2 separate regions of the Sus scrofa genome follow, and region 2 is linked to region 1. A link is a contact called in public Hi-C data. All regions are on one chromosome and are shown on one strand. Each heading gives the region's core, a stretch centred on a gene start, on an enhancer-like site or on the middle of the called end of the contact. The rest is flanking DNA. Distances are from core to core; before and after follow the strand shown.

Evidence for each region. A called contact is a pair of places that touch in the nucleus more often than the background predicts.
Region 2: a contact with region 1 is called in a Hi-C map of embryonic fibroblasts, with 2.6 times the contacts expected there. The contact joins two enhancer-like sites. A contact is called at or near these places in 6 of 47 Hi-C or Micro-C datasets (embryonic fibroblasts, heart right ventricle, mesenteric adipose tissue and 3 more).

What each region holds. Positions count from the first base shown.
Region 1 is chr5:73,797,566-73,803,792 of Sscrofa11.1, reverse strand. All of the region lies in intron 1 of PRICKLE1 (prickle-like protein 1), which reads left to right. Among named protein-coding and RNA genes, the nearest start is that of PRICKLE1, 26 kb to the left of the region's middle. Within about 2 kb of position 4,557, at least 6 of the 83 cell types and tissues checked have an H3K27ac peak or open chromatin away from gene starts, as enhancers often do. A contact at or near this core is called in embryonic fibroblasts and omental adipose tissue, where this site is marked.
Region 2 is chr5:73,391,080-73,396,874 of Sscrofa11.1, reverse strand. The region is part of intron 2 of GXYLT1 (glucoside xylosyltransferase 1); the gene reads left to right. Among named protein-coding and RNA genes, the nearest start is that of GXYLT1, 14 kb to the left of the region's middle. Within about 2 kb of position 1,799, at least 37 of the 83 cell types and tissues checked have an H3K27ac peak or open chromatin away from gene starts, as enhancers often do. A contact at or near this core is called in embryonic fibroblasts and omental adipose tissue, where this site is marked.

The DNA.
Region 1 (6,227 bases), core at 3,308-5,807:
GGAGCTGTAGCCGCTGGCCTATGCCACAGCAACAGCAATGCGGGATCCGAGCCGAGTCTGCAACCTACACCACAGCTCACATCAATGCCAGATCCTTAACCCACTGAGCAAGGCCAGGAATCAAACCTGCATCCTCATGGATACTAGTCAGATTTGTTTCTGCTGAGCCACGATGGGAACTCCCTTAAGGCCTTTTTTAACTTTACATGTTAAAATGCTGCTAGAGAGCTTTTTACGTTTGAAAAACTAGAAAAGAATGATATGTTCATAAAGTGGAAAATAATGCAACTGTTAAAAGTAGAGATACAGGGGTAAGTCATGGAAAAGGCAAATTATAAAATAGTAAGTAGGATTTGATCATTCTCTGGGGGAGAACGGTCTGCTTTTACCTGTTAGTCTGTTTGTGTGCCTGCGTTGGTCTCTGGGAGATGGGGCTATGGATCTCTTTTCTTTCTGCTCATTATTTTTCTCCCCAAACTACATTTCTTCTGCATTACAGTAGTTTTTTTAAATGCGCACAGTAGAGTAAAACTGCCTTCCTGATTTAAGATGAGCTTCTTGAAAATACAGCTTACTGTCATTTCACTTTTCCCATCAGGTACATTTGCCACCTTACCTTGTGTGCTTTTCCATGTCGTAGAGTTAGTATTTATGCTGTGGGATCTTCATCATCTAAAATAATACGGGAAGTGTTATGCTCCAAAGTAGAGTGAAGATGATACTATACATATTAGCAACTTCCACATAGATGCCGAAGGACAATTTGTATATTTATATTGGACCAGATTCCATTTGTAATGAACACTAATTAAACACCAGAGATGCACACATCACTTATTATCAGACATTATAGATACTGGGTTGTAAGTTTGGAGATGAAGCTTTGGCAGGGGTTGTTAAGTGCTATTCCTCGTCACTGTGTGTTTAAAGAGGATGCACAGCTCACCTAAAGATGACAGCATTTTGGGAGTTCCCGTCGTGGCGCAGTGGTTAACGAATCCGACTAGGAACCATGAGGTTGCGGGTTCGGTCCCTGCCCTTGCTCGGTGGGTTAACGATCCGGCGTTGCCGTGAGCTGTGGTGTAGGTCGCAGACGCGGCTCGGATCCCGCGTTGCTGTGGCTCTGGCGTAGGCCGGTGGCTACAGCTCCGATTCGACCCCTAGCCTGGGAACCTCCATATGCCGCAGGAGCGGCCCAAGAAATAGCAACAACAGCAACAACAACAACAACAGACAAAAAGACAAAAAGACAAAAACAAACAAACAAAAAAAGATGACAGCATTTTTACGTCTTTCCTTTCTGTCTTGGACAGTGATTTCATGGGGAATTAATGTTCTATTATGAGGTGGAGAAAAGTGTGATTAAAAAAGAATAATTAAAGTATTTTTTAATTAACAAAAACACACCAGATGTTTAACTCCTTCTGGGAAATACCCCAGAAATTGTCTGGCAAGACTAAAAATTTCTATACTAGACTGTCCCCCAATAGCTTTCTATAGTGAAAGCTCACAGAATGCCATTCCCTTCAAAAGGGGTCAGTGTAGACGTTGGCGAGACATTACAGATCATTAAAGAGTCTGTCCTGTGCTTGGTAGGATGTTTGGCACAAAACGTATTTTCCATACACACTTGTTCATCAATTGACTGTCTATCAAGAGCTTTTTTTTTTTGCTTTTCAGGGTTGCACCCATGGCATATGGAGGTTCCCGGGCTAGGGGTCCAATCAAAGCTACAGCTGCCGGCCTACACCACAGCCACAGCAACTGGGGATCCGAGCCACATCTGCAACCCACACCACAGTTCACTGAGCAAGACCAGGGATGGTACCCGCATCCTCATGGATACTAGTCGGGTTCGTTAACCGCTGAGCCAGGATGAGAACTCCAAGAGCCTTCTTAGTTCACAACAGATCATTCGGATCGATGACTTCTACATACCCAATGTAACAAGCTTCAGAGAAGGGCTTCGGTATGGTCCACGTCTGCTGGACATTTCGTCTTGTTGATTCCCTCACAGAGCCAGTTAGTTCATTGCAAATAATTATTTTAAATAGTGAAAAAAATCTTTTGCCCCCTTATGTACAGAAACTAGAATAGTAAGGGGATCAGCTAATAACCCTTCGGCAAAGGTGGCGTGCAAATTCATCCCATTCATCCAGCACTGAACACATATTATAATTCGTCTGTTTATATTTGATCTTCTGCACCCTGAACTTTGAGGCCCTTAAGAATACAGTTGTCCATTACTTGTGTTTCTATTGTTAGAATAAGTGAATAACTGGGGGCTCAAAATTTTTTTCTTCACGCGTCAATACATGTTTCTCAAGTGGAAAGCCAAGTTTTGAGACATCAGATGGTGATGACTCTATCAGCCCCTTTGAGATCTCTGTCCTCATCTGTATCTCTGGTGCCAGGCTGAAAAAAGTACCAAATGCATCTGGGCATGGGGGCCAGGGGGGAGGAATTCTTAAATTAAAGCTTTAGAGTTGAAAATGCTTTTACACACAGTCTCATTTAATCCTAGTAACAAATTGTAAGTCTGTTAATCTCATTTGATAGGTGAAAAATCAGGTTCCAAATGGTTGAGGGCATACCCTGGGTCACACAGCTATGAAATGTTACCACCAGACCAGAAACCAGGTCTGCTTACATGAGTCCAGTACACTCTGCCCCAGTTTGCTTGAGATGGATACGTGGAGTTTTCAAACCAAGACACCACTGTCACCTCCTGGGCCAGCCGCTCTGCTCACCATTGGCCATCCTCAAACTTCCCCACCATCTATAGATGTCCTTCTAAGTTAGTAGCTTTGGAAACCTCCTGTTTACCCAAGTTAGAAACCTGGATGTTGTCCTTGACCCATTTTCTCATGCCTTCAACCACTTGTCCCATCTAGTTTACCTCCTAGATGGTTCTGGGACCAGCCCTCCTCTTCTCTCCAAGGCTCAATCTTTCATCTTTGTTCACTCATCCATTGTCCAGGCTTCTGGCCTCCAGTCCTGCTCCATTCACACTGCAGAGTGATCTTTCCTAAATGAAAATTTGTGCCACTTCTTCCATCAGCTTGTGCTCTTCCCACGAACCCTCCATGGTCTGGTGCTTGAGCCCAACCTGACAAGCATCTCCCTCAAGTCTCTCCTTTGTGTTTAACCATCTGGCAGAACAGGTAGACAGAGAACCCCCATATCTGGCTTAGGTTGTCTCTTCCCAGGGTAGAACCTCATTTTCCTCCCTCCCCTCACCCCCATTGTATGTGAGTATAGAAGCCCCAGGCTCAGATCTCAAAGCCGGAGACTTGGAGTTCCCCTTGTGGTTCAGCGGGTTAGGGACATAGACATAGCGAGGATGCAGGTTCAATCCCTGGCCTCGCTCAGTCGGTTAAGGACCTGGCCACAGGCTGGGGTGCAGTTCACAGATGTGGCTCAGATGCGGTGTTGCTAAGGCTGTGGCGTAGGCTGGCAACTGCAGCTCTGATTTGACCCCTAGCCTGAGAACTTCCATATGCTGCAGGTGCGGCCATAAAAAGAAAACGAAAACAAACCAGAGACTTGGAGGAAAGCTGTTCGTCTTCCATCAGCTACTTTTAGTTCGGTTCTTCTCCAGACCCTCCCCTTACCAGCCTCCAGGATCATGAGGTCAGCCCTGGTTTCAAAAGAAAAAAGGAAGCTCAGGAAACTGGCTCTGGGTGAAGAGCAGCTAGTAAAAAAAACAGATGCAAACAAATACACAGAACACATGGATGAAACTGCAGGATTGGCCAGGCTGCTCCATTAAAGAGGAGGTGCTGCTTTGGTAATTGGGGAGGGTGAACCCATAGAGAACTTCCTTTTTGTTTACCTCTTCCTCTGTGTCCCCCCCACCCCACCCCCTGAATATTCCATCCCCTATTCCATGCTTTCCATGCACTTTCTTTAATGGCAGTTCATCAGTGGGTTTTTTTGTTTGTTTGTTTGTTTTGTTTGTTTGTTTTTTAAATTTTATGGCCAGGCACGTGGAAGTTCCTGGGCCAGGGATTGAATCTGAGCTGCAACTGGGACCTGCAGTATAGCTGCAGCAACACTGAATCCTTAAACCCACTGTACCAGACTGAGGAATCAAACCTGTGCCTCCGCAGCAACCCAAGCCACTGCAGGCAGATTCTTAACCCACTTTGCCACAGCAGGAACTCCCATCAGAATCTTTATAGCCTCTGGAAAAGCACCACCTTGGAGATGGGGGTTGTGGGGTGGGGGCGGGGTGGAGGGGGTTGAAGTAAGACAGTTGTTTCCCACGCCCCTGCTCCCACTCTCCCGCTCCCCAGAACACACCCCTTCTAGATAGGGGTACTTCCTGAAGCCTCTTGGCTCTTAAAGTGACACCACTCACTGGTTTCCTTCTCCCTACTGCTCTGGCCCCTCTCTCCAACTTGCCAGGCTCGTAGGAGTTTAGAAGAACCCCCTGTTTTAAAACTTTCAGAGCTGATGGCCCCTCACTTCAGGCATCGCCTACAGCACAGTCCTGCTGCTTGAATGCTGCTCAGTATAGAGAGCCGCTGTTCCCCGGAGGCTGGTAATATCCACTGGCAACCTAGATGTCCGGGAATCTGGGGACCCCAATTAAGGTATTAATGTTGGTATTTGACCTTGACCGAACTGACTCAGACATTTAGGAATGATAGTTTCAAACATGTGGTATCCATGTTAACTCCTTTTAGGATTCTTTGTTTACTTTCAGCTTGCTCGGGCTAGGGTTCTTACCCCAAATAAAATGTATTTAAATAAATTCAAATGAAATGCAAGCTCATCCTTTTTGCAGTAATTGAATTATTGTTCTTTATTACCAGTGACACTGAGCTCTACATCTGGATACACTATGGTAAATGTATCCTTTTGCTTTTGTTTACATTCCACTAAGACTTTGGAATCCAAATGATTCTGAAACGGACCCCCCAAATTAAATCCTTTTAACAAGGAATCTTCCAAGAATATTTCTTTGACTCCTTCAGTCAAGTTTGGGAAATGTTAGTACTCTTACATTTTCAGATAGGACCTCTTGAAAGATTTCACTAGTGTTTTGGAAAGGAACATTTTTTGTAGTGGGAGGAGGGTAGGGTGATGAGTTCAGTTTTCTTGATGTTATTTCACTTCAGAATTGCGTGATATTTAGGGTGACTCTACATCCTGCTTGATGTTTATTGTCCCAACATTGTTATTAATTGAACTCAAAAATTGTTCTGGTTTGCCTGGTAGATTAATTATATGTTCTCCCGACTATTCTATTCAGTTATCAAACAATTGATCAGGATATTTGCTTGTCTATAATTAAGCCTTGCAAAGAAATGCAAAAAAAAAAAATTATTGGGCTTTTAAAAACTTCAATATTTATGTAGTTTGAGAAGAAAGTAGCCAGGATTCTTACTCAGCCCTCTTGAACTTGGCTTGCCACAGACAAGTTTCTCTTTATGGCAGTAATTTAGCTCTTTATTTTCCAGAGCTGTGAAATGGGCCTGATCATAATTTTCTAATTATAATTAAACCTGCTGAAATTTGAATGCCAGCTCTGTCTTTGTTGGTGGTCTAGTGTTTCTGGCCAGTGACCTCCATCTACTGTCTTAGCGGCAAAGTTTCTTCCGCCTTTATATCATTGATTTTTTTCTCTTTTCCAATTGTGCTTTAGAGTGCTGAAGCCAGTCTTTCTCCAGGAAGACTGTTCTCCACATTGTGAATTGATATTTCAATTTTTTCTGCAGGTATTGGCCTGCTTTGGTTCTTTCTCATCTGTTTGCTAGTGAATCCTTGTACCTTTGGTTTTTCTTGCATATATTCATTCCTTTATTCATTTCTCACCTCTTTCTTGCTAGTTCTCATTTTTTCTCTTTAATTTTTTTTTTTTTTTTTTTTTTTGTCTTTTTAGGGCCAAACCCACAGCATATGGAGGTTCCCAGGCTAGGGGTCTAATGGGAGCTACAGCTGCTCGCCTACACCACAGCCATAGCAACGTCAGATCTGAGCTGCGTCTGCAACCTACACAGCTCACAGCAACGCCGGATCCTTAACGAACTGAGCGAGGCCAGGGATCGAACCGCAACCTTATGGTTCCTAGTTGGATTCTCTTCTGCTGTGCCACAACGGGAACTCCTTTCATTTTTTTTTTTTAATTTTAAAAAAAATTTTTTTAATTATTTACCCAATACGATTTTTTTTTTCTACTGTACAGCATGGTGACCCAGTAACACATAAATGTACACATT
Region 2 (5,795 bases), core at 550-3,049, 400 kb after region 1:
CTCTGTATGTCCTCTCCTCCACCTGTGCCTGCTTCACTTCCCCCTGCTCACAAGACTGACCTTCCTACAGACTTGTCCCTGCTCCAACTAGTGATCGTTTCAACCTTTACATCGGGACACCCCTCTGGGGACTTCCCTTGTTGTGCAGCAGGTTAAGGATCTGGCATTGTCACTGCAGTGGCCTGGGTTTGATCCCTCTGCATGATAGCTTATCAAAGGGACAGTGAGGGACATGCAGCTCTGCTAGTTGCCCTGGTAACTGATAAGCCAACCTGAGGTCAATTCCCGCTATAACGGGTACTCCTCCCTTTCATGGGAACACTGCTGCCATGTCTGCCCCACATGATGGGGGTCATTCCAGGACCTTGCTTCTGACATGTGAGCTCCCCCATCCATTAAACCTTTGACGTCTCTGTCACTGGCTCCGAGCTCTTTCTTCCATCTTGAACTGGACAGGTACAGGCTTTGGAGGCCTGTGTGCTGCAGCCCAACACTTCTTACTTTGAACTTGGGATCCCTTATTTATTCATTCTATTCAAACATGCAGACAAGCCACAGTTCCATAGAGTTGCCATGTAATTCTCGCCCTTCATTTCAGCATTTAAATAACCCTTCATTTTTGCCTGACTCTAAGAGCCACTCTGCCCTCCCAGGAAAGCGTCTTTGAAACCCCCTCTGCTGCCACCTCAGGTCTCCCATTTTGCCTGGCTCCAGTGGGCCCTTAGCTGGCACCGCTTTCTTCTCTCTAAATTTGTCCCAGTGTTCTCAGTTTGAATTCTTACTTTTTTCTTTTGCCTGTGCCCACGACATGTGCCGGGCCGGGGATTGAACCTGTGCCACTGCAGGATCCTCAACCCTCTGTACCACAAAGGAACTCCTGAATTCTTTATATAATTTTATGTTGATCAAACTTCTCTAGGGGATTATTCCCTCCCAATTAATTTATGCAGTGGCCACAAAACAACGTTTTTTTAAAATGCCCAAATTGCCTCGACACCCACCACAAGTGTTTTCACCGTTCCTGTGCTCACACGTGCTTTTGGTCATTTTTATCTGAATGGTGTTGCCTCCCTGCCTGACCTCTTCCCAGCTGTGTCATGTTGCTCACATGCCTTCTGCCCCTTCTGTCTTTGAAACACAACCAAACACGGAGTCCCCACAACAGCTTCCTTTTAGCCCTTTCCCTTCAAGCATCCTTTGTTTATTCTTTCTCTTGACCAGCAAACATTTTATAAGCATGTCCACTGGCTTTACTTGCTTAGAAAACAAACAATAACAACACAACAGCAAACCACGCCTCAGCCTGCTGCTGTGAGCAGCACCCCCCACCTGATTAAAAACCGTGCTCTCTTTGAAGTCACCTCTGACCTTGGGCTTGTTCTTTGAGGCCTAATCTCCCTCTCCTGTTACCACTTCCTCTTTCTTTCTTTCAACTCTTGTTAGTCTGTGGCTCGTGAGACCAGTCTCAGGTTTGTTCCCTCTGCCTAGAGGCGCCTCTCTGCTCCCCGAAATCTGGATGTCCCGAGGACTCTGCTCTGTGCCCTCCCCACTTCTGGGTGGTCACAGGATCACCCCTTTAACTGGTACCTTCAGTCCAGGGCTCTTTGCTGAGCTCCCCCCCTGTCTTTCCAGCTGCACGGTGCTGATGCCTCCCTTGCTGCCCTGGCTTGGCTCGTCCCACCTCCCCTGGTCTGTACTTTGTGTCTTGGTTCCAGACGGACTTTTCCCCCCATCCGTCTGCAGTGACTCTTCCTGCCCGGCTCCTTTCTGTCCCGTGACTCATCCAGCTACCGTGATCTCCCTTCCCTGCCCCGGCCCCTCCCTTCTCTGCCTCCTCTCAGTTCTGTGTGCGCCACATCTGTTGTGGTGGAGACTTGTTACCCACTTCTGGGGTGTCGACTGTGCAGATGGACACCGCATGGTATTCATGACTTAAGCCCCATCATTTAGCAGGGTGCTTGGCAACCAGTAGTGACTAATAATTTTCCCCCAGCACTTCCAGACTAGGTTAGTGTCGTGAGTCCACTTAGCAGTCTCCATTGTTTTCTATTTAAGCAATTACTGTGCTTTCTGATTAAGTCTTTTGAAAATCTGTTTTTTCACAACAAGCTATAAATTGTGTGAGGTCAGGATTGTGGCTTTCTTGCTGACCCACAGTGCCTAGCATATGAAAGGAGTTCAAATATTCATTAAGAAGAATGAATATCACTTGTGTTCCAAAAATTATACGGATTTAAGCCTGCACCAGCATCCTTTGAGAGTCTGGTGTCACCATAACCTTAGCATTCATCATTGGAAGTTATAATTTTACCACTTATTGGAGTAAAATGATAGCTTATTATTGGTTTAATCATTGATGATTTGTTGAACATATTTCTGCATTTAATTTTTAAAATTTTTGTATTTTCTGTATTGACATGTATCGAGTTTTTAATACTTGTTTTATGAATTCAGAGTAAAACATTCTACTTTTGCCATGATATTTTCCTAATTTGTTTCATTTTAAAGTAATCTTTTCATTAAGTAATCTCTTAATGTTATATGACCTGAGCTTTTTTTTTTTTTTTAATTTTCTTATTTTTTGCTTTTTAGGGCCGAACCTGCAGGATATGGAAGTTCCCAGGCTAGGTGTTGAATTGGAGCTGCAGCTGCTGGCCTGCACCACAGCCACAGCCACACTAGATCCAAGCTGCATCTGTGACCTACATCACAGCTCACACAATGCCAAATCCCTAACCCATTGAGTGAGGCCAGGGAGTGAACCTGCATCCTCATGGATCCTAGTCAGTCTTGTTACTGCTGAGCCACAACGGGAACTTCCATGAATTTTTAGATTTTTTTTTTTAAATGCTTTGCATAAAACCTTGTAGTTTAAGTATTATATTGGCTTTAAAAATGATTTAGACACAACCTTTAGTTTTACCTAGTGTGATAATTCAGCACAACTCCTTTTTTGTAGTAAGAGGAAGATTTTTTCTTTAAACCACACTAAGGAAATTATCAAAACTATCTGGGAGTTCCCATTGTGGCACAGTGGAAACGAATCCGACTAGGAACCATGAGGTTGCAGGTTTGATCCCTGGCCTTGCTCAGTGGGTTAAGGATCCGGTGTTGCTGTGAGCTATGGGGTAGGTCGCAAATGAGGCTTGGATCCGGTGTTGCTGTGGCGTAGGCTGGCAGCTTCAGCTCCGATTAGACCCCTAGCCTGGGAACCTCTGTATGCTGCAGATGTGGCCTTAAAAAGACAAAAGACCAAATAAAAGAAAAAAAAGAAAAAAAAACCCCTATCTGAATATAGTTTTCTAATTTTTTCAATTGCAAGTTTTTAAAGATAGGTTCTTGACAGTTATTTTCTAGTTTGGGGAGATCGCTACTAGAAACTTAATTTGTTTACTTTGAGTTTATATACTTCATTATAATGCTAATTCCTGGTCTGAATATTACTATGCATTGTTTGCTTTTATAGAGAGAACACTAGTTTAATAACAGTCTAGAAAAATACACTGGAAGCTTTTGTTGTCTAAATTTAAAAAGAAAAATTATTATGATTCCTTTGTAGCAGAAATCTTATTTAAAATATGTCTATCCTTAAGGCTTATAAGTCTGTTTATAGTGCTTATATTAAATTTTCATTAAAAGTTAAAAATGTTAACTTTTTTTTTCTGGATTCCCGTCAACTTTTTACCATGGTCATAAGACTGGTGTACTGAGCACACCACATACCCTTCATAGGTATTTACTAATTAACATTTTTCACCTTTTTTTTTTTTTTTTTTTTTTGCTGAACCATTTGGGAGACAGCGCTTGTGGCACACCTAAATATCCAGCGTATATCACCTAAGAACAGGGATATTCTCCAGTACCACCATAAGAGAATTGGTACCTCATGTTATTTAACACTGGCAGAATGTGTATTTCCTTATTTTCCTTTTAATGAACTTTATATCTGTTCCTCCCCATTCAAGACTCAGTCAGAGAGTGTACATTGCATTCCGCTATTAGATCTGTTTAGTCTTCTTTTCTCTAGAACAATTCCCAGGCATTTTTTGAGGGAGTGGGGAGTGGGTCAGGGAGGGGTGATGGTTGGTATCTTTCTTTCATGACATGTTTTGTTTTGCAGAATATTCCTTTATTGGGATTTGCCTGTCTCTTAGCACTAGATTCAGGATCTTTGGCAAAAATTGTGCATAGGAGGTATTGTGTTATTTGGGCATGCTATCAGAAGGCATCCGATCTGATGGCTTTTTTTTTTTTTTTAAATTTTGAAAAAGTTTTATGGCTGCACCTGCAGCATTTCCAATTTTCTGGACCAGAGATTGAATCCAAGCCACAGCTGTGACCTGTGCTGCAGCTACAGCAATGCCTGATTCTTAACCCAGTGTGCCAGAGGAACCCCAGCATGTATTTAACGTAATTGGTTGTTTGATCCCGTCGTTAAGGTGATGGCGTCACATTTCTACCCTGTAACAGTAGCTTTATCCCTATGTAATGTGTGGGGATGATACCTTGATATGCTGTGCTTTTAGCCTCCTTTAACTCTTCTTTTTCAGATCATCTATTACAGTAGTGGATGCAAAATAGCGATTTTTATAATTCCTTCTACATTTATTGGTTGGTATTCATCTTTAAAGATCCCCCTTCCCTTTTATTTAATATCATTTTAGACTCATTGATAGTTTTATTTATTAATTTTTTTGGTTTTTGCTTTTTCTAGGGCCACTCCCGTGGCATATGGAGGTTCCCAGGCTAGGGGTCAAATCGGAGCTGTAGCCACCGACCTACACCAGAGCCACAGCAACACCAGATCCAAGCCGTGTCTGTGACCTACACCACAGCTCACAGCAACGTCGGATCCTTAACCCACTGAGCAAGGCCAGGGATTAAACCTGCAACCTTATGGTTCCTAGTCGGATTCGTTAACCACTGAGCCACGACAGGAACTCCTAATTCATTTTTTTTAATGCAGTGTATTACCCTTCATTACTGTCATAATTCCTGTTAGTGCTCTTAGATTATGCCAGATTTAGTCATAGGAACTCTCAGGTATTACCTTTGAATTATCCAAAGGTTTTCTTCTAATCATATATCTGTGGAAAATCGTTTTGGCTTAAAAATGTCCTTTTGGCTAACATTTCTTTAAATCCTTAGGTACTTTCTCTTAGTCACACTGTGATGAATATATATAGCACATTTTTTAGATCCTGACAATGTTAACACCATTCAGTTAGGATCAAAATTGTAACGGCTGCTTCCCTGTGACTTTTTTTTTTTTTTTTTTTTTTGGTCTTTTTGCTATTTCTTGGGCCGCTCCCGCGGCATATGGAGGTTCCCAGGCTAGGGGTCAAATCGGAGCTGTAGCCACCAGCCTACGCCAGAGCCACAGCAACGCGGGATCCGAGCCTCCTCTGCAATCTACACCACAGCTCACGGCAACGCCGGATCGTTAACCCACTGAGCAAGGGCAGGGACCGAACCCGCAACCTCCTGGTTCCTAGTCGGATTTGTTAACCACTGAGCCACGACGGGAACTCCCCCTGTGACTTCTTAGGTTTTAGTTTTCCCTTCCTCTAGTGTAGAAGCTTCCTTTAGATTTTTTCCAGTTGCAATTACCTCCTGTTCCTGGGTCTGCGGACTGGCTGGAGGGCAGAGACATTTTTAGAATATATTTCTTCTTGTCAGTTTAGATGTTGGAATCTGTACTGTGTATAATGCTTTTGCTAAAAAGGGACACATAACAGAAGAGCAAATGCAATATAGCTGACAATACTATGGCTTTTGTAGAAACTGGTGGAAGG